Linked DNA regions of Oryzias latipes: region 1 is linked to region 2. Evidence: chromatin contacts called from public Hi-C data. All regions are on one chromosome and are shown on one strand. The core of a region is the stretch at or near the end of the contact, and the rest is flanking DNA. Distances in the headings are between cores, read along the strand shown.

Region 1 (7,142 bases), core at 1,670-4,169, 93 kb after region 2:
GTGGACGGAGGCTTACTCAACTTTATTTTGGAAAAAAGTTTGCCTTTTTCCTTGTAAGGTTACAATATGTTTATTTTTTTATAGTTTTACAACTTTATTCTCATGAAATGTTGAGTGTTTTAACTCATATTTTTACCACATTTATTCTCTTATATTCATTTGTTTTTCTTTCATGGTGGTTCTAATACTAAATTGTAGTTTATGACTTGATTAATAAATGTCCTGAAAAAATAATTAGGATCATCCACATGTTAGAAAAGCTTGAAGAGCAAGAACGGTGATTCTGACCAACAGAATGACTGAGTTACAAACTGTTTATTTCTCTGCCATTTTGGCTTCTGGGAGCCAGCAAGTACTTCCTGTTTGGAGCGCCAGAAGGGGAAGGGTGACTCAGTCCATGTCTCTGATACAGTCAATGAGCAGCATTTTTAGAAAATCTGGTTTCTGTCAGGTATGCTCTTTGTGGTTCCTTCTTTGACCCCTAGTGCTTCGTTGAGCGGGTTCCAAGCGACTTTTCTCCGCTTGTTCGGCGCAGCTATCTGACAGGGAAAGCTCAGACGTCAGTGTGGGCAGATCTGACCCCGGAATTTAACCACGCGTTAGCCGTCAGTATTATTTCAGTGTCTCCTCTTGTGTTTCGGCGTGTTTGTAATGAATGTTTTCATCCATGGCAGTATTAACCCCCCCTGACCTTCAACCACATGGGTTTGTCTGTGTACTTATAGAGAACTTTTATATTTATGTGTCTTATTTTTTATATTTCTTTGTGCTTATTTATTACACCACGTAGTGTACAATACTGTCGTCTGTTTTAATGCCATAATATATTTTAGTATGAAGGAAAAAAAAGAATCGACTCCCAGACTCCGGCGTTCTGAAGTGATTTCCGAACAAATGAGACGATTTTCTTCAGGGAAAAAGTCAGAAGCTCACCTGAAAAGCGGAGGAATTTGATCCTGTGACCTAAGCTCTACTGTCACGTTAGTTTTCTGGCCCCTCCCCCCTAAATATGAAGCTACTGAACTGTGGAAAAGGACCCATCTGTCCAAAAGCATGAGTGTGTGCCGTCGTATTGAAAGATGACCCGTGACTCTGTCCTCTCTGCCAAGCCAAAACCATGCTGCCCTTCTGTTCCTGTTTTGATTTGTGCCAACGTTATGCCACGCCCACTTTTATATGCCCCACCCCCTTTAACACCCTCAACTTTTTTTATAGTAATTGTTTTTGTTCATTTTTTTTATGACTTCCCATCTCACAATAAAATGCATCAATTACAAGCTGCCTCACGTTGTCATGATGATGTTGAGACTCTGTGTGAAAATTTGGATGTTTAGTCCAGAACATTTTTTTTGGTTGTGGGAGAAAAAAACAAGAAATCTACAAAGTCAAATCAGGATCAGCTGAAAGTGAACGAAAAAATCTGATAGAAAGTTTGAAAAGAAAAAATTTGAGAACGGGTTTAAACCCGATAATACACGTTGTAAGATATATTGAAAAATATATATTCAATTTAAAAAAATACTGAAAACTTGAATTTAAAAAAACGATATACTGTTACCAAAAAATATGTCAGCTTTTGTTTTATATTTCATCTCAAGTTTTTGTTTTTCTTCATTTTTGGTTTAGTCCTCAGCAAATGTTTCAATTCTTTCTTTGTGTTTTCGGAGTTCAGCATTAATGCGGGGGAGGGGGGGGGGCATTGACCCCGTTTGCTACCGGGACGTGATTGACATAAAGTGATGGAAGTTTTGGTAACATCATTTCCACTCCGGAACAGTGTCTGTTTTTGACGTGTTATCCCCTCCTCTGATGATACTAAAAGGATCCTACAGAACAGCCGCGGTTACAAATATTAGATTTCATTTGGAAACAGTTTGAGGTTTATAGTGATTTTATTCAAGGTTCCAGTATTTCTTTGAATTTCTTTTATTTATTTTTTCTAATTTCCAATTAGTTTTTCAAAGTTTACAATGTGTACGTTGGAGTTCAGAACTGTTTTTTATTTGTTTTTAATTTACGAAATCTATTTTTAAAAAAGGACATTTTGTTTTTTTTCAATTTTATCAATATTTCCTTTAAGTTTACAATTTTATTTATTTTTTGGAATTTCCCAAGTAGATTTTGAAAGTTTTTTTTAACTTACCATTTCTATTTTTCAAATTGACATTTTGTTTTTTTTTATGTTTTATTATTTCTTTAAAGTTTAAAATGCACACAATTGTATTATTTTTTCTTTTCTTCAAATTTACAAGGTCTATTTTTCAAACGTACAATTGGTTACCCCTTGTGCTATCCTAGATGACCCCACCCTTACCTTGACGTGTTCTCCCTACCATGACAAAGGTGGATAAAGGTGGAAAGATTTCATGTAATCCATGGACACCAGTGAAGATCACAAATCATTGAAGAAAAAAGGTTTAGCGCACTGTCTTGTGGGGTCTAGATGACCCAACTCCCAACGTTAAAGTGCCTAGGATAGCACAAGGGTTAAATATTGCGACTTGACTCAAGGGTTTGTTGTAGAACAATAGCTACACAGTTAAATTCTTCTTCTGCAAAAAGGTAATCCTTTACTGTAATGCATTACTTGTGTATTGAGTTACTTCCAGCTCAGTACTCAGCAGAGGTGGGGGCTGTTGAAGGACAGCAGAGCAGCTCAGCCCAAGGTCAGCTGTATTGATCCAGGTCAGGTTTCCAGGAGGGGGTGACCCCCACCCCTCTGTGCCTTACCCCTCCACCAGCATGAATTAGTAATGGAACTCACTAAAAATCCATATTTGGTGCAGGAGCTGAAAAAGATCCAAAAGCTCAGATTTTCCTTTGTTTTGAGACCGACAGGTGAGGCCTTCACTGCTGCGGCGGCACAGAGATGGAGCCATCCGTCAGAGGGTTCAATGCTGCCATCATAGTAAATGGCTCCCCAGAGGCCTGCAGGCAGTTTGGGTGGAGGGGGGATGAGTAATGCTTTATGGGGCCGCTCTCGCTGTAATCCGACTGCGTCAAACAGCATCCCGTAATTGTAGCAAACGTCTTCAACAATAGCGACAGCGGTTCCGGCTCCGCGCAGAGGTCAGCGGCTGCACGTCTGCTGCACGGGCCCATCCACGCTGCAGGCCAACGCGCTGCCACAGGTTCTGCTGGGCTCAGCATTTCCCAGGAAAATTGAAAAGCTATAACTGCTAAGAGGATATGGAGTGCCTTTGCCAATAATGGGGCAAAAGCCTGATGGAGCACCGTGGCTGCTGGGACTCTGACACCGAGCCAAGCCCAAGGGGCCGGAGCTCCCCAGGGAAATTTAAAGGAAAGCCAGGAGGACGGGGATAAAAGAAGAAAAAGGGAGGGAAAAAACAGCACTCAGGAAATAGCAGTCACTTAAATATCATGTTCATTTAGACGAGCATTAAATACCAGGAGAACACAGACGCAATGTGTGTGTGTGAGAGTGTGTGTGGGTGAGGGATGTAAGGAGGCTGCTTAATCTGTCACTTCATGTGACAAGTTGTTGTTTTCAGAGCTGCATTTGAACACACCGTCCAGCAGAAGCTTACACACACACACACACACACACCACTGGAAATCTGTTTATGCAGTAAATAACCAGCATCTCACACACACGCACACACACGCATACAAGGATCTCCTTTTCTGAGGAGCCATCACTATCAGTGCAGCACCTGCTTTTAAACACTATTGTGGAGTCTTTCTTATTTTATAGATCTTCTGCATGTTCTGCCGGTGTTTGTCAGTGGAGCTCCTCTTCAGGGTTGTTTACTGTCGAGGAAGAAACTCCAAATGGACGGAGGAGTTAAGAGGTATGAAAGGAGGAACCAGCTATCAGTCAAATAGGAGGAGCCGATGTGGAACGGCGCCGCTCTAGTGGCAGCAACATGTCATGGGTTCTCTTGTTCCCTTTACAAGGGCCACCCTGCTGTTCCTCCTGGTTATTCCTGACTCCTTAGAACATCTGTAAGCTGGTTACCATAGTAACTGGCGACTTTTATGCAGCTTATTTTAATTTTTAATTGACATTTAAAAATGACAAATTTAAAGAATGTATCCATTGATGAAGTGAATGAATTTTGGGTGGAAGGAACACAGTTTCTCTCAGGATGTTGTAGAAACTGATCATTGGAAAATGACACGTCAATCAAACCATCATATCTTTTGTCTAAAAAGAAAACAAATAATAGCTAAAGAGAATCACAATTAAAGCCTATTTCACATTAGAGTGGTCAGAGAGCACCTTTTTATTTACCAAGCCACCTGCTGTTCACCAGAAGAACTGACTTGGCTCCAAGTTTTAAATCTAGCCTCCAAGAAAAAGTTGCACCATAAATATAGATTTGAGTCGATCGTCAGTCAAATAAAGTTTGGAATAACACAAATAACATACGTAAGAAATAGCTGGTTTTTCATGTGCAAACCGTTTTTCACTCAAATCTAAACACACCGCCCCCTCGTGATGTTTTTAAGCTCCCTTCAAAACCCGTTTATGTAAGCCGTGTGCTGCAGAGTTGCATCATCTGCATGATGGAGGTGTTTCTGGACGAGCTTTGGCTCACAGAGATAAGCCTGTTGATGGAGGTTCTGCCTTGAAATTCTTTAAAGTCTAAACAAATATCACATTTTGGAAAAAAAAATCACAGCACAGTCCATTTTAAAAGAGCAAGAGCCAAAAAGCAGACCGCATTTCCTGGAGTCTTTTTCTCCACGTGGTTTGGCTGTTTTTTGTTTTGTTTTGTTTTTTTGCTGTCAGATTTAGTTTTCCTTTGCTCAGTGACAATCTGAAAAGTTTTCTTTGCCAGAAGTGGTGTTGTAAAAAAACAACCAATTCTTAAATATTTTAGAAAAAAAAAGCTACACGTTAAAGTAGTAAAAAAAAGTGCTGAACACAATTGAAAAACCACTAAAATAGAAGTCATTTCACATGGTTTCAAATTCTTGATTAATAACATATAATTTGCCCCCAGGCTTACACACACACACTCACACACTTTCTCTGTGGTGCGAGCGGTGATCAACTAAAAACGTTCCTTTTATCTGCACAACATGCACACCCCTCTTCTCAAAAGTTTGGAGGTTGGTTGTTTTTGTGGGCGGGACACAAACAATCTGCTGAGGCCAACTCTAGGTTGAGGTCAGAAAATGGGCGGCACCCACAAGGAGTGAAAGGCGGAGCCTCAGAGATCAAGTCGTCTTACTTCCAGGTAGGAAAATGATCTGTGAAAATAAATATTTGATACATATTCGTTCTTTAATGAGCCAAAGGTAATATATCATCATATATATGAATATAGTTACTGAAAGGTTTCAAAAGTCTCCCCAGATTCTCCACTCAGTCTGTCAGAGAACTGGTCTGCGGTTTGAGACACAGCTCTCTGCTGACAGTTATGTGACACACTGTTCTCAAGGTTTTTTTATGTCTGTTAAAAGTCTCAGTTTCAAGAACGCATTTGTTTAGTTGCAGTCAACACTCCTCTCCTCTGTGAATGTTTGTTTTTACCTGTAAGATAAGGCATTTTCCTGCAGAATTACCCTTCAGCTACATGAAGATTAAACCAATCTTTATCCACGTTGAGATCCATTCCAGGTTCTGTTTTTCCCCCTGAGCCAATTGCTTATATCCATCTTCACATCACCCTGCTCTCCCACCTTCAGGCTCAGTTCTGTTATGGTGTCTCTAAAGCTTCGTTCACACCGTTCTCGGTAACACGCGTCCACTTTCAGTGATAAGTTTATGTAAATGCACTAAAATGTGTTTTCTGCATTCAAAACTCTCCTGTTCATATTAAGCTCCGTAAGTTTCTATGATAGTTTTTGGGTACTATGTACAAAAACCACTGAATAAGTGTTAAAGCAGGCTGAACCTGGACCAATCAGAGACTCAAATTTTGAAGGAATGTATGGATGTGCCAACCGTTTAAAAAACTGATCATGAAAGAGAAATGAATGATTACAGTTTGTGCGCAGGTGGAATTATGTGACACCAAATCTTTCATATGTAGGAATAGAGCTGTGAAAGAAAAAGCCTGGAGCGTGATTCACCAAATTTGCACCGCTTGGACAAAAGAAAAGCAGGAAGAAGCCCCTCCCTGCTTGTCCAGTGTGAACACCATGGCTGAATTATGAATATTTATGCCAACACATTGCAAACAAAACTTTCAAATTGGCAAATCAAATATCCAATATTTGCTTTCGAAACATTTTTTTGCTTTTAAAACCTTTTTTTTTTTTGCTTTCACATGCGTTTTGTCTCATCTCATTTTCTCCCGATCTTTGATTTTGCGTACATAGGTGTCAGTGTAGCGTGACATAGCTGCCATCAAACAGCCTGCTGATTGGTCTAGATTCTAACCAATCAAGTGTCTCGTATTGACGGTGCTTGGAGGGACACTTTTTGGACTTTGTATCTGGAGTCGTCAACCATTCTGGCCCGTTTCGCTCAGAGTAAAACCCAGAAGGAGCAGCGAAGCCACAAAAATAAAATAAAACGGGCTTTTGTGTTTATTTCTATATTTGCGTTGCAAAGCGCAAAAATATTTTTGGGAAGCAAAAGAAAAGTGTTTAGAATTAAATATTTAATATTTTGATTAGCTACTCAAAAGTTCTGCAATGTGGTGGCATAAATATGACTTCATATTAAATGCGTACTTACATAGTTACTTCACAGATATGTAGACCATACATGATAAAGATGCCATCAGTGAAATGTATGCAGCTTTCATTAAGCTCATTAGGGGTTAGAGTTCTCAGACCTCTGACTTTCACACACTCTTTAAGGGATGAGCACGCACACGCACACACACACACACACACACACAGACATGCACACATTTAGCATCAGGGCTCATGCTTTCCTTTCCGGGTGAGGTTCAGGGCTGACTTGCACCACTTCCCCTCCTCGTTACCACATTGGGACTCATGCTGCGCTACAAAAAACACGAACGCAACCACAGTCGCCTCACATGTGTGTGTCTGCACAAACACACAATGCGCAGCAGCTTGTTTTTGCAGGTACGGCCACCCTCCCACACTGCTGGGACGACGTGGAACAGTCATGACTAGAATAACAAGGAACAGAATTTAATTAAACAGTCTGCTTTTTGAGAAGCAACCGCCCACCTGCTATATGCATACACACG
Region 2 (7,145 bases), core at 4,244-6,743:
TAAGGATCAGATATCTTTGACAACATTTCCGGCTAAGGCTGAGACGATCACAGAACTAAGAGACTGGCTTCAAATGAGTTGGAAACAAGGAGCACAATTCATCCACAGGCTGTGTTGTGAAATTGAGCTTTGATTGAGTGATCAGCCTGCCAAGCTCTACTTTCAAGCAATCGCCTTAAGGCTCATTTCTGGGCATTTCTTTCCTTTCCTTAAATAACTGTACTCCTATAAGAAAGATTCAGATTTTTTTTTAAACAATAATCTAGCATTAGTAGACAAAACTGTTCCATATTAGCGCTAGGGGCAAAAAAAAGTGCTCATAAACAGATAGGAATCAGTTCAGATGTATGGTCTGTGACAGTCCTAATGGCCCTCTGGGTCAGCTTCCTTCTCCAACCCCAGATGTCTCATTACTGTAAAACAAGCCAAGAGAGGAGCGACATACCCCGGACCACAACGCTGCCTCCCTTTCAATTAGAGAGGATTAGCCTAACCTGGACAGGCCTTCCTGTGAGGCGATATGCACCTAGCATTGCACGGCGCAGCCATATGTCAAACCTAAATGCATTACAGAGGAGCTGAAAGCCTGCTGATAGAAGAAAGGGAGTTATGGCTCCACTAGAGTGCACAACTGGCTAAACAGGAGATGGATGCTGTTGGCTCTGTAAAACTTTGCAGGCTGAGCGGGGAGGCGCACACCATCGCTGATCATCATAAATTAGACCATTTTTACTCAGCATCTATTACTCAAGCGATAACGCCGAGCCGGTGAGAATTTTTGCAGCGTCATTCTTTGGCAGCCGAGCGGGACCGAGCCCGCGTTGTGCGGGGCGGGGCGGCGGACGGGACACGGAGGCCCTCCGCACTCCCACCGCGCATCACTCACTTTTATGGGAATAGGGCAGAGAGAGGTTTAACAAGACACTTTACTTGTCAAAGAGCCGACATTGCATAACCATAAAATGATGAGGCCCGCAAATCACAACTGGACAAGTGATGCATGGGGGGGGGGAGGTGGTGGTGGTGGGGCAGTTTGTGTCTCCAACCGTAACAAGACTTTCAGGTACAGTTTGCCTCTAAATCTCACTTCAAACAGAAAACTCAGTTCCAGAAGTTGACTAACCCCCTCGACCCACATCATTTTCCAAAGAGTTGAAGCCATAGATGGAGCGGCTCCGCCAAGCAGGGTCTGTGGTTGAACCAAACCAGCCTCCAGGCGGGTTCTGTTGAGCCTGACGTGGAGCTGCAGAGCAGGGGAACGACTGAGTAATGGCAGGGTACGTTGATCCAGGGACGGGCGGGAGCGGGAGCAGCCCTGACGCCTCAATCACAGCTGTGGGATGAGGAGAGACGAACGTGTGCGGCCAGATGAGAGGCAGAGAAATGAAGGGAGGGAGGGGTGACATCACATTTAAGAAGCCAAATAGCTGGGGATGAAAGTGAACGTCATTCAGCAACAAATCTTGCATGAGCAATGCTGAAGTGGGAGGGGCCACAGAGGAAAGATATGGGTTTGGGATTCAGATGTATATATTCATCTCAAACAGTATAATCAAGTGACGACTTGGTTTTTCTCATGTTTACAGTTTACTGTGAAACATACAGAAGCACGTAACTAAAGGTTTTCAAACAAAAGCACTTAATCAGAAAAATAATTCAATTTTCATTCATCTTCGAAGCCGTTCTGTCTCTTCCGGGGTCACGGGGCTGCTGGAGCCTATCCCGGCCACTTGTGGGGGAAGGCAGGGGACATCCTGGACGGGTCGCCAGTCTGTCAAAAGGCAACAGTCACACACCCATTCACACCTAGGGGCAAATTTAGAGTAACCAATTAACCTATGAAGCATGTTTTTGAACAGTGGGTGGAATCCGGAGTCCACGGAGAAAACCAACGCATGCACAAGGAGAACATACAAACTCCACACAGAAAGTGTGGAGTTTGCTGTGTAGCCCCAGAAAATAAAGATTTAAAAAAAAATTAAGTACTTCTTTAGTTCTTATTTTTCACTAATTTAAAGATTTGTAAAATTCTTACAGTAACAATAATCTGTAACTGTCTGTGATAGTAAAACAATGACAAACAATGATTACATGTGACACACTTTGCTTTAAGGCGCTTTCCCAGCCCGTTTACCCACACACACAAACACACACACACATTCACACACTGATGGCAGCTCCACTGCCTCAATTGGCCACAACCTATAACCATCAGGAGGCGACGAAGGGTTGCATGTCAGAACTGGACTGAGTGACCCCCCCCCCGTGTTCCAACAGTACCTGCTGCATCAAAGAAGCCAAAATCCCAAAGTCTGTGTCCGAACTCCCACCCTAATCCCTAACTACTGAAAAACTATGTAGTGCCTTGGATTATGAAAGTAATTTGGACACCATGCTCACTACTTTTTTTTTTAATTGGCGAATAAGACCTGATCAATTTCTTGAAATGAAATAAGATCATTGTTTTATCAAAAATATATTTAAATAGTACTTTTTTAAAAATTGTTTGAACGCAATGCATTGTGGTCTAATTTCGCCAGTCTAGTCAGCATTGATGCACACTGGGTTTTCGCAGAGACTTCTGGGAAATTTCTACAGCACTGGATTTTGTAATTGTACGTTGTGTCCGAATTCCTTCACTAGTCACTACTTAGTGCATTATATAGTGCGTTCATCATTTTGTTCTGCAGTCTGAATCTACAATTCCAAAATCTATTGCCCTTGAAATTTCCCAGAAGTCTCTGCAAAAACCTAGTGTGCGTTGATGCTCACTAGACTGGCAAATATAAACCACAATACACTGCGTTTGAACAATTTTGGCAAAGAAAAATGTATTTAAGTGTATTTTTTTAAAGAAAATATTAACGTTTTTCTCTTCAGAAGACAGTGGATTCATAAATGATTTTCAGAAAACGTTCATATTAGTTAGATTTTAGCATTGGGAATTCGATGATGTCATATTTGGCATTAAAAAAAGAAAAAAAGAAAATAGTAGTGAGCATGGTGTCCGAATTGTATTTAAAAATTCCAGGGCATGAAATAGTCCTGCATTATATTGTTTTTTTATAAGTTAGGGATTCGGGCAGCAATTCGGACACAGCCATAGATTCGGAAACACTTCAAAATGGCGAACATCCTTTATTTATAGTTATAACTATGTAGTGAGTAGTGTAGGAATTCAGACAGCCATAGAGAAATAAACAGCTACCTGTATTATTCAGTCATTATAGCTGTCAGAATAACCATTCTTCTTCTGCTACCTAAAAGTTATTCAAATTATAAACTGACCAATCAGATGCCTTTATAAAAGTACACATTTGACTGACTGACTGACTGACTGACTGACTGACTGACTGACTGACTGACTGACTGACTGACTGACTGACTGACTGACTGACTGACTGACTGACTGACTGACTGACTGACTGACTGACTGACTGACTGACTGACTGACTGACAGTTTCCGCTTTCAAGTGGTAGGGGTGTGGATTTCCAACAAGCTCACTCCTGATTGGTGAGTAAACTTGCCATAAAAATGATGACTCAGGCCAACAGGGGAACAATTGCAGCTTCCTGACAATGTCTGACTCCGACATAGCGTCGTCTGTACCGCGTAAAAATGGCGCCTGAATTGACGTTATTTGGTTGGAGCCGAAAGCGAATCCTTTTCAATGGGTGACGTCACACTCACTCGGTGCAGTTCTCATACACTCAATGATCTGTCCCAAAGAAGACTTGCGATCCACCGATCAGAGGATCACAGGGACCTCTCTCCCTTTGCACCACAGCCCCAAAAAATACATATTTTTTATACTTTGAAGAAGATTTGGTAAGGAATTGTGTTTTTAATGCATCAAAATTAGAAAGGAGCAATACAATGGTTGGGTTTCTCCACAATAAAATGAGTTTTTCTTGCCTTAAAAACAGGGACTAAACATTTTCTCCAACTAGAAACCAAAAGCTTTACAGTTAACAATTGTATTACCAATGCTGCCTAAACCATACATTAAAGATTTAAGATTTAAGAACATGCAAGATGAGAGTACATCTAAAAACAAAACAGCTCATATTAGATTCCTCACAAACCCTTTTTTAAGTTTCTGTCTAATAAAAGAATCTTGGGAGAACCCAGTGATACCAATAACTTATTAGAATAACCCACTAAACCACTTCTTCATGACAAAAATGGAACAAACCTATTTATTTCAGTTTATTTAAAGTATGTGCTTGGTGTTTTACAGAAAAACCCGGGGAGACTTCCCTGAATTTGTTGAGTTCGACTAAGTTTGTCATTGCTAAAAGGACCACTCTTGCTTAAGAGCACATTGGTGGCAATACCAGATATGGAATAGCCTACAGAGAAACTCTATTTTGAGGAGTTTCAAGTTTTGTTAGCGGACTGCTGATTGCAGATTTGAAGTTCAGTGGCCTGTCATCGTCCAGCTTCAACTCTCATCAGGCCTCTCGAGATGTCGCCCCACAGCGACACCTTCAACCACACGCAGAACAAAATGCTTCATTCGAGGTGGAGCGCTTCCAGGAAATATGCTAATGCTCAGAGGAGCAGCCTAATATAATAACATGCCTGCAGCCAACAGGTCTTGTAAAAGTCAGTCATTAGGTCTCACATGTAATTTTCATTAACTTTTCTTGGAAACAAGAGTCGAGCAAGACCAACAATTTAACAGAGAAAGAGCCGTTCAGCCGACTATTACTGGACCACATCCTCCCGTTTCCATCCGCAAGATGTTCCCCATTTATTATTAAAGCTAGAGATGCACTTTCCTTGTTCTTCAACTCGCCACTCCTGACTACAGTGAGCAGCACTTTACTGACGAAACACATTCAGGTGTAGCTCAAAAAAACAAAAAAACAGTTGGAGGACTTCCTCATTTTTCAGCAGAACTTTTAGGTTTTCCTCAAAACAGGAGAATTCTTTCTCAGAATCTGGGGCTTAATTAGCCAGAGATTGAAAATGACTTCATTTATGTAGCACCCACATCCCTGGAAAAGTAGGCCAAGGTTTACAGCGGGATTTTACACAGAAAAATCGAGTCATTAGCAGCGTCAGAGCCCAACCTGCTCGCCACTTCCTGCAGAACGCCCGGCTCAACATTTGGCTGCATTATCACGTCTCTCATGAAAAATTTCATAAGGTTTGGGAACACTCAGTGTGTGTTTTCCACAACGTTGACTGCTACTTCAAAGCTCTGGCAATGAGTGGCGCCTCAGTCCCAAAAATCTGGTGTGTTGATGCAACGCGATCCGAGTTATGACTGAGAGGAAATGTCAGACAAGCATCTCAGTTTCTTCTGCCTGTTACCATCCTCCACATCCAGCCACATGTGAAACCACACTGGGACTGTTTGCCGGCAAACACCAAACGCTCCCGACGCACTGACGGCTGTTTACCCTGGCAGCAGGGTTCACATGTCGGCCTTGCACTTGTGTTCTGAGGACAGACCATCTTTTAAGATGACAGCGTTGCACACGCACAGCGCCAGACGTTTCCAAAAGTGAGCTGTGTGACGAAGGAGGCCGCGGCAGAGAAACTCATCTGTCTTAGGGGGATTCCTCGCGATGACTCATCTAGGAACCTGATCTGAGTTTGCAATACAGTCTTTAAAAGGAAAATGTGTGGGCCCAAAAGATTTCCAAATGAGCAAAGATGATGTTTGAAACAAACACTGAAGGTAACTTTCCAGATGAAGCCACCCGCGAGCGCTCAGCTTTAAAACAATGACGCAGCACAAACGACTGACTGAGGAGAGCTGACAGCTCAATGGGACTTACATTTACCCAATTCAAAGTCATTTGTTTTCCAAAATAAAAGTTGGAATGTCATTCCTCAGTACCCCAGCATCAAATCGGTCACCTTGACCGATTTAGATTCCAAAAATCTGCATAATTCGAATAATTCGATCAATAATTGTGGTATAAAGGCATATTTGTGCACCTCATTTGCATATCGTCACCCCCCTTTAAGGCATTTCCTCTGTGATCCTGGGTTTATTTCCCATGTTAAATTCCCTCACAAGTTGCTCAATTCATAGTTATCCCTCCATCAAAGGAAACACAAATGGAGGTGTGGCCACAGTCCTCTGTTGTGGTCATGAGTTAGAAGACTGACTATCAACCTGTGATCACAACAAAAGGACTTTAAGACTAATGGCCCACTCACAACTTCTCATTAGTTCTGTGTCAGAGAACATTTACCTCCAAAGTACGGTTCACCTGGTTGCTGTGATTGCTCCTAATCTGTTCTTGGGCAACACTTGACCTGCTAGCAGAGATGTGTCTAAGAACAGAACGGTGTAAAGACAAGGGTTCAAAATAAGCCCCCTCCTTCCAAATTTCAAACAAACTGCAAAGAACCAAACACTGGAGTTCCTCAAAAGACCACTGAAGGTTTAGTTTGGTCAGAATTAGCACAAAAAAACAACCATCTGTTTACCCCAGTGTCAAAACTTCAACATTTATTCCATTATTTTTTAGTTAAACTGAGTGTTTTAAGTGCAGTCAGGTCAGTGAGCAATGAGCCCGCTTGTGTTTTTGGCACGGTTTGGCCTGTTGTACTGGACAACAAGCCCTGGATGAGTTACCAAAAGAGCCTTCTCCTCTCTTGCCTCACAGCTAGAAGACCCAGGTTCGAATCGCAGTGGGATCTTTCTGTGTAGTCTTTGCATGTTCTCCCTGTGCATACTTGGGCTTTCTCAGGGAACTCCGGTTTCCTCCTACAGTCTAAAAACATGCTTTATAATTTTATAAGCGGCTTAATTTTTTTGTAGGTGTGAATGTGTGGCCCTGTGACAGACAGACAGACAGACAGACAGACAGACTGACAGACAGACAGACAGACAGACAGACAGACAGACAGACAGACAGACAGCCTTCCCCCAACAGTAGCTGGGATAGGCTCCAGCAGCCCTACGACCCTAAAGGGGATTCAGCAGGATTGGGAAATGGATGGCTGATCTTAAAGGGGGTTTCTAAGAGGTTAAAAACCGTAATAAACTAGAAACACTTTGTTCAGTTCCAAGGTGAAACCCATTTGTCACACTCTGACATCATTTTTTGACGTTTAAAAAAAGCCTTCTCAAGCTGCTAAAGGACTAAAAACAGAAACATTTTCTTGGTATTTTAAG

What was found. A called contact is a pair of places that touch in the nucleus more often than the background predicts.
Region 1: a contact with region 2 is called in a Hi-C map of embryo, with 1.6 times the contacts expected there. The contact joins two enhancer-like sites. A contact is called at or near these places in 2 of 5 Hi-C or Micro-C datasets (both in embryo).

What each region holds. Positions count from the first base shown.
Region 1 is chr20:7,245,887-7,253,028 of ASM223467v1, forward strand. zeb1 (zinc finger E-box-binding homeobox 1) reads left to right here. Exons shown (of 8, transcript XM_004080900.4): 8 at 1-1,281. Among protein-coding and RNA genes, the nearest start is that of zeb1, 51 kb to the left of the region's middle. Within about 2 kb of position 2,920, at least 1 of the 8 cell types and tissues checked has an H3K27ac peak or open chromatin away from gene starts, as enhancers often do. A contact at or near this core is called in embryo, where this site is marked.
Region 2 is chr20:7,150,123-7,157,267 of ASM223467v1, forward strand. The region is part of intron 1 of znf438 (zinc finger protein 438); the gene reads right to left. Among protein-coding and RNA genes, the nearest start is that of znf438, 11 kb to the right of the region's middle. Within about 2 kb of position 5,494, at least 1 of the 8 cell types and tissues checked has an H3K27ac peak or open chromatin away from gene starts, as enhancers often do. A contact at or near this core is called in embryo, where this site is marked.